2 separate regions of the Mus musculus genome follow, and region 1 is linked to region 2. Evidence: chromatin contacts called from public promoter capture Hi-C data. All regions are on one chromosome and are shown on one strand. Each heading gives the region's core, a stretch centred on a gene start, on an enhancer-like site or on the middle of the called end of the contact. The rest is flanking DNA. Distances are from core to core; before and after follow the strand shown.

The links. Promoter capture Hi-C pulls out the DNA fragments that hold promoters and counts their contacts.
Region 1: a promoter capture Hi-C map of neutrophils shows a contact between it and region 2, with 5 times the contacts expected there. The contact joins the enhancer-like site here to the promoter of 2310009B15Rik in region 2. A contact is called at or near these places in 18 of 39 promoter capture datasets (the C10 cell line, the HPC-7 cell line, cranial neural crest and 12 more), 2 of 484 Hi-C or Micro-C datasets (bone marrow-derived macrophages and transitional/marginal zone B cells), 18 of 115 datasets of contacts at active chromatin or transcription factors (bone marrow-derived macrophages, craniofacial prominence, embryonic basal ganglia and 11 more) and 3 of 9 other capture datasets (adipose tissue, liver and macrophages).

Annotation. Positions count from the first base shown.
Region 1 is chr1:139,137,159-139,143,210 of GRCm38.p6, reverse strand. It overlaps Dennd1b (DENN/MADD domain containing 1B), which reads right to left. Exons shown (of 22, transcript NM_001166501.1): 16 at 3,790-3,830; 17 at 2,691-2,759; 18 at 321-377. Among named protein-coding and RNA genes, the nearest start is that of Gm41960, 27 kb to the left of the region's middle. Within about 2 kb of position 3,395, at least 1 of the 459 cell types and tissues checked has an H3K27ac peak or open chromatin away from gene starts, as enhancers often do.
Region 2 is chr1:138,852,997-138,858,564 of GRCm38.p6, reverse strand. 2310009B15Rik (RIKEN cDNA 2310009B15 gene) reads left to right here and starts at 1,711. Exons shown (of 3, transcript NM_001081226.1): 1 at 1,711-1,984; 2 at 4,893-4,994. The coding sequence starts at 1,748.

The sequences.
Region 1 (6,052 bases), core at 2,146-4,645, 280 kb before region 2:
TTTAAAAAAGATCAGCTTGAAGCAAGAGCTTCAATTGTAGTACAAAAGCAATCAATTTTATGAAAACATACATCCTACTAAAAGTATTTTTTAAGGACTCCACATTCTGTGATAAAATATGCAAACAATACAAGGATTATTTGGTGAACACACACAGAATAGCTGAGAATTAGTTGTCAGAGGACTTGTTATAAAAAGTACATTCTTGAACAAAGCAAGAGCATATCATAAAAGCCATCAAAACAGAAATCTCAGCTTGTAGAGCTACAAACTCACACAAAATCAGGGGGGAAGTACGAAGACCAAGAAGGCAGACGCACCTTGTGTTTCAGCCTGCTCTTCACCTCCTTTAGTCCCAGTCTGGCGTGACTCTTTGCCTAGGAAATGAGAATAAGTGTATCAAGCTTCTTATGCTTCTATTATCATTTACTAAATAAAAAGATATGTAAGATTATCTCTAATAAGGTTTGCTAACTATCCATATTAGTTAGAAAAGAAACAAATTATATCCTAGCACTATTTCCAGGGAGGTCATCTAGTTACCATTTTATTAAGCCCAAACTGTTGTTTAAAAGGGTCAATTCTGTATTTCATACAAACACACAAAAGTTAACATTCAGTCGAGAATCAATCGGGTACCTAATCCCCATTATTAACTGAAAATTGTGACCAATGAGAGAAAGAAAGAAAGAGAGTTCCAGTGGATGCTCACAGGCAGCTATTGGATTGATCACAGAGCCCCCAATGGAGGAGTTAGAGAAAATACCCAAGGAGCTAAAGGGATCTGCAACCCTATAGGTGGAACAACATTATGAACTAACCAGAACCCCGGAGCTCTTGACTCTAGCTGCATATGTATCAAAAGATGGCCTAGTCACCCATCACTGGAAAGAGAGGCCCAATGGACTTGCAAACTTTATATGCCCCAGTACAGGGGAATGCCAGGGCCAAAAAGTGGGAGTAGGTGGGTAGGGGAGTGGGGGGGGAGGGTATGGGGGACTTTTGGGATAGCATTGGAAATGTAAATGAGGAAAATACCTAATTAAAAAAAAAAAGAAAGAAAGAGAGACAGAGACAGAGAGACGGAGACGGAGATGGAGAGATGGAGAGAAAGTAATCACAGTGTCAGGTTATTTGGACAGGTGTGTAAGCTTCAAGAAACTGAAGAAATGTTAGAGTGTTGCTGAAGTGCTTTTTCAGACACAGGCATCTAGGGGAGTGGTATTTCACCCATAGATTTTCCAGCAAAAATTAAGTCACTGAACAACTTCACGCTACCTTCATATTTCGCTAGGGTTTGTCTTATCATTCAGTGTCTCCAGTCTGGCTATGAATTGTGGGGTCCAACTTAGGACAGCGGGGAGCTTCATAATCGTGGGGCTTTCGCTGCACCGGAGATTTTTACTCAGAGTACTCCAGGTAAAAGCAGACAAAAGGAAGCCTCCTTTACTTTGTTTCCTGACTATGTGCTGGGTCTTACAAACACTGCACTGTTGCTGTCCCAGCTCCAGGATGACACTGTTCCCAAGCCACCATAGACAAGAGCACAGTGATCCAGGAAGCTTAAGTCTACACAAAGTGTGATAACACTAAGTAAAACAAGAATATATTTAGCTTGTATAAAGAAAGTAACTTCCCATACATACAACATTATTTTAATAACAGACTTTTATTTTGTTTGATATGAACTCTAAACATTTTATAAAGCTTATTTTAAAAATGGAAAACAGTTGTAGCAATAGCTCAGACGTTAACAGTGCTTGCCACGCCGGGATGAAGACCTGCATTCGATCACCAGACGAGTAAAGGGCTGGATGGACACGCAGCTGCACTTGTATTCACAGTGCTCAAAGGCAAAGGCAGGCAGGTTCACAAGGATCCTGGACCTTGCCCGACCTGGCCCCATTAGTGAGGTCCACACTCTAGTGGGAGACCCTGTTTAACATTATAAAGTCACAACTGGTCAAAAACACTGAGAACCACCACTCAGTGTTTATCAGTGGGTACTCAGCCCACTGATAAACCCACAGCACAACCCCACAGCTGAGACTCAACGGGCATCATGGGAACCTTCTAAGAGCCAGAGCACCAGGGCAGAATGTGTGCTGCAAGATAGTATCTTCTACAGAGGACAGGGAAGCTGCACCCAGGAAATCCCAACAACATGGTTGCCTAAGCAACAAATGATGTGCAGGTGGATGGAAAAATTCTAACAGGGCTTGATTCCTAGAAAATGAGCTACTAGAAGTTAATGGCAGCTGAGAGAGAAAGAGAATCTGTCTTCTCTAGAATGAGGTTAGCCAAGCCCAGGAGGTTAGCCCTAACCACACGATGAGAAACACTAAATGGACTCAGCCGGTTGTATCTGTAACTTATATACATTTATAATTAAGTAAACATACACAATACACATGGATGTAACAATTATATTTTAATAAGAGGCCAAGAATTTGAGGAGTGAAAGTCACACCAGAGGAACTAGAAGGAGGAGGAGGAGCAGAGTGACATAAATACAATACTCATATATGAAACGCTCAAACAAAAATGCCATGAAAAAGAAAACAAAAATAAATGTATGCATGCATGCAAGGTTGTACACACACACACACACACACACACACACACACACACACACACACCATACATGTAATTTTATCAGCAGAAGTCTGAAAGTCAGAGAGGAAACTTACAAATTTGTATGCAGTCCGCACAGCGGGAGTTGCTTTGGTCACTGCTGTGTTGAACAATGCACCTCCTTTCTGAAAGAAGAGAAACATTTTTAAAGACTTGTGGGCAAGCTGTCCTAGAAAAATGAAACATTGTCAGTAATATAGAAAAATATGTAAGTTAAAGACCCATGAAGTTATGTCAATTATTTTTTAATATTTTACATTTTATAATGATTTAAAACAGAGTGTAAATATTTTGCTCAGTTCTTTTCAGTTGGTGTAAAGCATCATTTCCGAGGCATTTCATCACCAGGTTGGAATAAAGAGTACGATGGACAAGACAGAACAAACTTAGAGTTTCTCAACAGACAGAAGATGATGGTCATCAGCTGATTTGACGCTGGGCAATAAAGACTTCGACTGTGGGTGATTTTCTTCACTAGAACATATCATACTAACAAAACATTGTAATCCAATAAAATCCCCATCAGACCCTACTACTGCACCCTAGTCCTTTGTTGGCTTTCTATTGCTATGACACTGATGAAACTCACCTTCAAGAGAAGAGGACTTATTACATCACTCAGGTCAGAGTTCATCATCAATGGAAGCTAGGGCAGGCACTCAAGCAGGAACCTGAATGGAGGAGTGTGGCTCACTGGCCCCCTTCCAAGTCCCTAGTCAGCTGTCTCTTTTACACCTCTCAGGATCACTTACCCAGGGCGGCACTGCCCACTGTGGGCTGGCCCATCAATCATTAAGCAAGACAATGTCACACAGCCATTCCCACAGGCCAATATGATAGATGCATCTCCTCAGCTGAGGTTCCCTCTTTGGAAAGTATCACACTATCAGAACCTAAGCAGCACAGGGGTGCTGTGACCTATAATACAGTGTGCAGGCAAATGGTGGCTTTGAGTAAGACTTTTATGTCTAACGTAAACACTTTCATTTTAAATTTCCTTTATATTATCAACAAAGCATGAACAAAAATTACTTAGTGTGATAAAACATACACATTTCAAATTAAACAGTGTTAAGTATAGCCAGAATACTTTTTCTCAATATTTCTCTGCACTTTCTAGAGTGAAAAGAGGAGAAACAAAAGGCATACACTTACCTTGACTGTATACACCCACTGCTGATATGACCTCGGGCTCCCTGGAACATATAAAAGTTAGATGCCAGGGGTAACCACTAAAAGCTAAAACCAGAAAAACACAGCTCGCCCAGAGACAGCATGCACAGCAGCCCAGCACAGCAGCCCAGCAGGTCCCTTTACTGGCCTGTTGTAAACCAGGACCAGGTCCTGAGAGTGAGTGCACCAGGCCATCAGAACTCACACCAAAAGCATCGTTCTTCATTCACACATGAACCTAAGGCTTCCCTATATTCTCACATTTAAATATTTGCCTTGCAGTGGAAAATATAGCCTATTGAAATTCAACATGCCTAGACATCTAAAAATATTTTTTTCAAAGTTTTATGTCTATTGTTTTAAAAAATGTTTGTTTTATACAGTTAGGTTCACTTAAAACATTTCAAGTGTGGAGAAGAATCAAGGAAAACAGGAAATTGGGAAATGCAGAAAACCACGAGGACAAAAAAGATGGTTTTGTAATTTTTAAATAGCAATGTACACTAATAGGTGTTTGTATCTTAATGTGACTAAATGACACTTTTATCTCTAAAAATAGTCTCTAACTTTCTAGAAGCAAAACCATATGGCTGGAAGGAAACGCGCTGAAAGGATGCCATGGGTATGAATGAGCTCGTCTCTCAGAACTCCTTCTAAGAGAACCTGACAGTTCCGGCTGAGGAGGAGACCCACAGGGCACAACACTTGCTGTGAAACAGGACTTGAGGAAAGAAGCCAGGTGTGGTGGCACACACATGTCATCCTAGTGCTGGGATGGGAGACATGAGCACATTCCTCAGAGAGACACAGGCCACTGAGACCCTGTCTCAAAAACCACGGTATATGGAGAGCGAGGAATAACGAACATCTAAGGTTGTCCTTTGTCCTCTTGTCCAGATGTATGGTACTACCTAGACCCCAGAGATACACAAACGTGCACCAAAACTCTTGCTAATAAACATGCTCACTTATAAATAACATTATTTAGTCACTGAAATGATATTATTAGACAAAAGAAAACATATCTGTTGCTGAAGAGATAGCTGAGCAGTTAATGACACTTGTTCCTGAAGAAGACCCACGGTCAATTCCCAGCACCCACTTGTTAACTCACAACCGCTGGTGACTCTGGATCCAGGGATCTAACACTCTTCTGGCCTCTAAGGTTGCAGTGAATGTGGTGCACACACACACACACACATGTTGCCAAAACTCTCATACACATAAACTAATAACCCTCCCTCTTTGGGGAAAAAAAAAAAAGAAACACACATCTAACATCGTCTTCTAAAACAACTGATTTCAGTTAGATTTTAAACTACTTTCTTAATTTTTATGATAAGAATCTCCAAAAGGAAAGGAAAAAAGTCACCATTAAAAGTAAAGTCTCAATGGCTACACTGTTGCCCAAAGGACCCCACAAAATACAGCATGTATCTTTTTATGCGGTTCTATCTTTGTTTTATGAAAGAAAATACAACAGAGCTAGCCGGATGTTAAAGGCATTAGCCTGCTTATAGCTAAGACTAACGAGCTGAGTTTGGGCCCCAGAACCATCACAGTAGTGGCTGAAAGCCAAATCTTGCAAGTTGTCCACTAACCTACACACATGCAATGGCATGCATGCACACACACACACACACACACACACACACACATGCATGCACACATATGCACAATTGGTTAATTTAATCCTTCAAATCTTTCCCTCACTTAAAAGAAAAACCAAGAAACAACTTCATTGTAATAATGATCCTTTGCAGCACTTTCTCCTTTCTATTGAACAAGAAAATCCTGGGTCAAAACCATTATGACTCATCCCCAACGATTCAGGTGCATATTTCCTTTACCAAATGATGAAAAACATTCATGTTATCCTATTGATTTATTTTTCAAATACATTTTACTTTATTACCAATCAAGTCTCATCTTTCATTTAGGTTATTTTTTTATATTTTTAAAAAAACTTTCTGGGATAGGGTCTTTTCTAGCTGGTTTCCAACTCACTGTAAACTGAGACTGGCCGTTGGTCCCAAGTCCCCCGGCTCCCAGCTCCAGGTGTGGAATCCAGGTGTGCACACACCTTTATCAGGTCGTGTGCCTTCTACTTCTTCCTCACACATGACTACATAGAAATTATCCACTTAGGGGTTATACATTATTTACTATTATAAGGTGTGGTGCTTATTTCTCCAAAATGAATTTTAGAAAGCAGAAAGAAAACAGAACAGTATGATAATAACTT
Region 2 (5,568 bases), core at 462-2,961:
TGATGATCAGATTAAACCTGAAAATAGATATTTAGAATGCTTTGTGTTGTTAGTAGTGAGTTATTCTCTCATCTCATTTCAACTTTGATTACATTTTAAAGGTGCATCTGTAAGAATGCAAGCAGTGGTATCATGTGACTAATACAAAGATCAGCCTGTGTGCCCAGAGGCATAGACTAACCAGGATGATTCTTTTTCTTAGACTGGGCTATAGCTGGAACTCAGTAGGTAGCTCAGGCTGGCCACAAACATAATCCTCATGTCTCCACCTCTGAAGCCCATAAATCTAATTTTGTGGTGTTGGTTGGGGGCGAACAGGAACATGACCTATGCTTAAATTCTCAAGTTTAATGATAATCATGTTGGGTGAATTTAACTTTGGTCCCATCTTTCCAGATTTCCTTAAAGTCCCTCAGAACATCAGGTAGTCTTCAAATGGCAAATATACTACTCCAATGTAAAGGAACATTTAAACACAGGATTCAAATTTATTAATTCACTGAGTTTTACAATATACCAATAGAGTTGTTTCCATCTGTGATTAAGGACATCAAATCGGGGGCTGGACAGATGGCTTAGTGGTTAAGAGCACTTCTAGAGGTGCTGAGTTCAATTCCCAGCAACCACGTGGTGGCTCACAACCATCTAAAATGGAACCCAGTGCCCTCTTGTGGTGTGTCTGAAGAGAACAACAGTGTACTCACATACATAAAATAAATAAATACATAAATCTTAAAAAAAAAAAAAACAGGGCTGGTGAGATGGCTCAGTGGGTAAGAGCACCCGACTGCTCTTCCGAAGGTCCAGAGTTCAAATCCCAGCAACCACATGGTGGCTCACAACCATCCGTAACAAGATCTGACTCCCTCTTCTGGTGTGTCTGAAGACAGCTACAGTGTACTTACATAAAATAATAAATAAATCTTTAAAAAAAAAAAAAAAACAACAACCCAAAACCATCAAATTGTGGTTTCGGAGTTGCAGGGTAAATCAGTGTAAAAAGGAATTGAATTGTCTTTGGTGGCTTTGACAACTTTCTCCTGTCCAACTAACCCACTCTTGCTAAGGATTCACTCCTGCCAATAGCTCTTTACACCAAAGAGCACTAACTACTCAATAACACTGCCTACTCTTGAAATTCAGGCTATGGCATCCAAGGCTGGGGGTGCTGTTAATTTAATGAACACATAAAATTGTTTCTTGGGATCGTGCTAATTTCCCTAAATTTTGTAGGAGTATGGGTGTCACTTTCTCAGACAGGATTTTAGGTTTGGTTTTGTGAAAACTTCACTACACTCTTTGTGTGAGACTTTTCCTTGATTTTCATTCTAGAGTGAGCCAATGAACCATATCACCAAGCTTGTGATTCCAGCTTCATTCCTGTCACACATGACCAGCAAATACGCAGCCTTTTCTATATGGGCTGAAGGTGCTTTCCTTCTTATTATTTTTTTAAACAAGTATGATTATGCAGAATACGATCTAGCTTGATAGGAAATGAAAATGCTCGTCCTTTATCTGAGAAAAAAATAGTAGCGACTTTAAGAGTAAAGAAGGCACCTTCTTCCAGTCTTCATATGCATAATTTTCTTTGCAGAGGACCCAGATGGAGGGAGCTGAAGACTGAGAGGCAGCCCAGTCTACACTGAACAGTGCTCCGCCTCCCCTCTTCGCCCCGCCCCTAGACCGACCCCGCCTCCCCTGCCCACGCCCCACCTCCGGCCCCGCCTCCCACCGCGCCGGCGCCATGGCCGCCCAGGGGATCTGGACGCTGGCGAGGGTATCGCTTGGGAGGCCACCGCCTCGGGCCGAAGGTTTCCGACAGCAGCTCAACTCAACCCTCGGTTCGACTTCCGAAGGAGCCCGCGGCGGCTCCGCGGCCGACTCGTGGGGAACGCCCGAAGGAGAACCAAGGCATCCAGCGAGCCGAGAGTTAACTGCAGCGGAGAGGCACATCGTCGAGCTGCACCGGGCCGCCTGCGCGGTGAGGCCCGCTCCAGCCTGCCCCGCGCGCGGCCTCTGCGCCTGCGCGCGCCCGGCCACCCGACCCCGAGGCGGCCCGGCCGGGAGGTGTTGGACCTCCGGCCTGGGGCGGGTCGGCCTGGGGCGTCCGCTCAGAGGGTCCTGCGAGAAACCCGGTCGCACTTTTGCGTTCCGGACAGAGAGGTGTCTGCCCTGAGATGGGAGGCTCGCGAGGCTCGGTTTTTGATCTGCGTCCCAGCTAAAGGCTTGTCTCGGTTTGTGTGTGTGCGCGCCCTCCAGCGTGTGAGTGTGTTGTGTGGGGGAAATGGGTGCTGAGGAACTGAGGGTAGGACTGAGCTCTTACAGGGAACGTATGTAGTACAGACATGTTGCCTGTGCGTGATAACTCGAGCAGCCTGCCATCCAGTGACTTTAGTAATGCAAACATAAGACAGACGCTTTACATTTTTGCCCCGTGTCCTCTCATCCTTTGCCTCCAGTCCAAGTGAGCGAAAGAAATTATAATCAGGCAAGTTTGCATTTTTCCTTAGGCATTCTTAAATCACCTTTTCTTCTGGTTTATGGATTTGACAATTGCTTGTCACCACCAATATCTAACCTTATCTCCCTTCAGTTTCCTGACACTTTAGAATACAATAGTTTGAAGATAGCATTATTTATATTTTAAGTTTTATAATGATGTAAGAGTGACTTGTAATAAATCTGTGTATTAAGCTCTGTGTTTGGCTAGTACTTGATAAGACCACTTATTTGGTTTGGCTTGAGACACAGGCAGAGGCAAACCTTGAACGTTTCCTAAAGTTGACACTCAGCCTTGGGAGTAGTATGTCCCAAAAATCCACTGTCTAACCCCTTCATGTGTTGCAAGTGAATAAAGATTTATCGAAAAATTATTGACAGCCTTTGACCGTTCTTGCTTGTGCTCTTATTTTAAGTATAACAAACACATGCAGTTTGTTTCCACAAGTCACCATACAAATATGGTTTGTAAAACCCAGAAGTCTTATCATTTTTCAAGGCAAACAACAGTGGCCTGTATAGATTGGTTCGATCAACATAGCAAAAGGAAGGCAAGTATTTGCACCGGGGAACCCACAACCTTTTCATCAGTGGGGTTTCACAGGTCATGTGACTGTCCAGGAGACCAGAAGCAAACCCAAAAACATGCTTGGTATATATAGCTCCCAAATGACAGTATTTTTCCATGCCTCAAGGGAGATAGCGCCTTATCGTGCTCCCATTCCTGCACTGGCTATCTTGCTTTCCATAGACATCTTGCTCTCCAGTCAAAGCGTCAGCAAACTTGCCTCATCTTCGTTGCCATCTTTATCCAAGGCTCATTTAGTGAGAAGAAATTGTGTGTAGGCAGTCAGCAAACTTAGAGGTACGCCATCCACATGTAGAGCAACCTGCTAAGCTTCCGGATCGCCAGATAATTGTCTCCAGAAAACATCCAGAAGCTAAGCGAAGACTATAAAGGCTTTGCAGTGTTTCGTTTATTTGCCTTCCAGGTCGTCAAGCATGAGCTTTGTGGGAGGAGAAAGAGAAAAAAGGAAATGAGGTTCTGACAGTGGGTCATTCTAAAGTAGTGTTGGGTGCATCTGGTGCCACATGGCCTTGGGATTTGAGAGCAGCATTGGGACTTGCTAGTTTCTTAACTGCCCTGATCTATTTGTGCAGCAATGCCTGAGAGTGAACCCAGACTTGAACTAAAATATAAGTTGACCTGAATGTCAACCATAATGAGTGACATCATTAAGTATAACGCTGGATAGCTGAAGTTCTTGATGACCAAATGGAAACTGTTTGCCAGAGGCCGCAAAACTGGTACATGCCTTGCATCCCAACACTAAAGCAGACAGGTTGGTTGTGAGCTTGAGGCCAGCCTGATCTACAAATCTGTGGGCCAGGCAAGGTCATATAGTTAGAGCATCAGCGAGAGAAAGAGCAAGGGAGAGAGAGGGGGATATGCATGTCAGAAGACCTGCTGCCTTCATGCATATTTTAATGAAAGTCTATAGGCAGGAGTGATACACTGAGTTTCTAATGGTCAAAGTGCTATATAAAAACCCACTGGGAAGTTCCCCTATAAAATCTGGAGGCTAAGAAACATCATTAATGTGATATACGTCCGAGGGAGGAGTTACAATTTGCCTTTCCCTGCACACACTGTGCTTTGGGGGATTTATTTTTTTAAATCATAATTGCATATAAGTGGGAAATGCATCCCTGAAGTTTGAAGTGGTATCCTGGAAGTTGCTGTTGATCAAGCTTATTAAGCCAGTGAGTGTTAATGTGGCAAAACAATACCTTCTCAGTCAAGACTAGATCTACCAAAACTGGCGAGGGAGAGGACAAGAAAACCGTGGACCTTGCAGGGCAGTAACACATCGGGAAGGTCTAGAAAATATTCAATAACAGCAAAGGCAATGCTTCTCTGTGAGGCCTGTTTGGCTTTGATTAGCACCTTTTCTGTGAGTTTAAATCATTATCCACATATTGTAAGCACTGAAATTGTAACTGCCGCTTCTGAGTGCAGTTCATTTCCAGCCTCTTAAGCTCTTAAAGTCATCTAAATCACCTGTTATTAAGCTCGTTACCTAGAAGCAGAATGAAAAATATCAGAGCAGCAGCCACATAGTTGTCGCATACAGAGGAGTTCTTGTTTTTCCACCCACTTCTCATTTTACTCAAAACTGTATGCTTTTCCCTTTAATCACATACAGTTAGCTTATATATAACGTAGAAATGCACGTGCTCTTTAATTGCAAATGCCACTACAATTACTGGAAAAGAAATTTAATACTGTCCTTTTAAAAAAAATTTACAATCATTTTGGACTAAAAATATTACTAGGGAGATATGATGAACATTAACAAAGATTGATGTATTGTTTTATTACTCTTCAGGCTGGCCAGCTAAGCTATATGGACCCAGCTACCGGCTATGTGGTTCTCACAAGGCTGGCCCACTTGCAGAGAGGCGCCTGCTGTGGCTCTGCCTGCAGACACGTGAGTAACAATTCTCGAATTACCCTGGCAGTTTGCTGAGCTTCTGTAACTTCATAAATACCTATTATTTGAACAACAAGTCAAATAAAAAAGCTAAATAGACCTAGAGTGTGCTTTTCACAAGCTGTTTTAGCAAAGGACAATGAAGCTGTTAGTACCAACACAGGACCTTTAAAGTTAATGGAATTTTGTAACATTTCACTGCAAGCATCGGCTCCTCCAAATGCTAAGACTTGAAATTCAGGGGAGCTCTTTATATATCGAGGAAAGCTTTCACGAAGCCTGAAAGGCAGGCACAGAGGGCAGGAAAAGAAACCAAATGAAAAAAAAAAAAGAAAAGAAAAGAAAAAGAAAAAAGAAAACTGTTGCAGACCAGCTCCTAAAAATACTGCTACCTTAAGAAGCAGAAATGTTCCCAGTATTGAAGGCGGATCTTGAAATGATAAGACTTCTTCCTTCCCTTCCATTCCCTCCCACTCCCTGCTTCACATTCTTTCCCTTAGCATACAGATCTGAGTGCTGGCCCTCACCTTGCTATAGTTCATAGTTTTTCTCTGTCTCTGTCTCTCTCTCC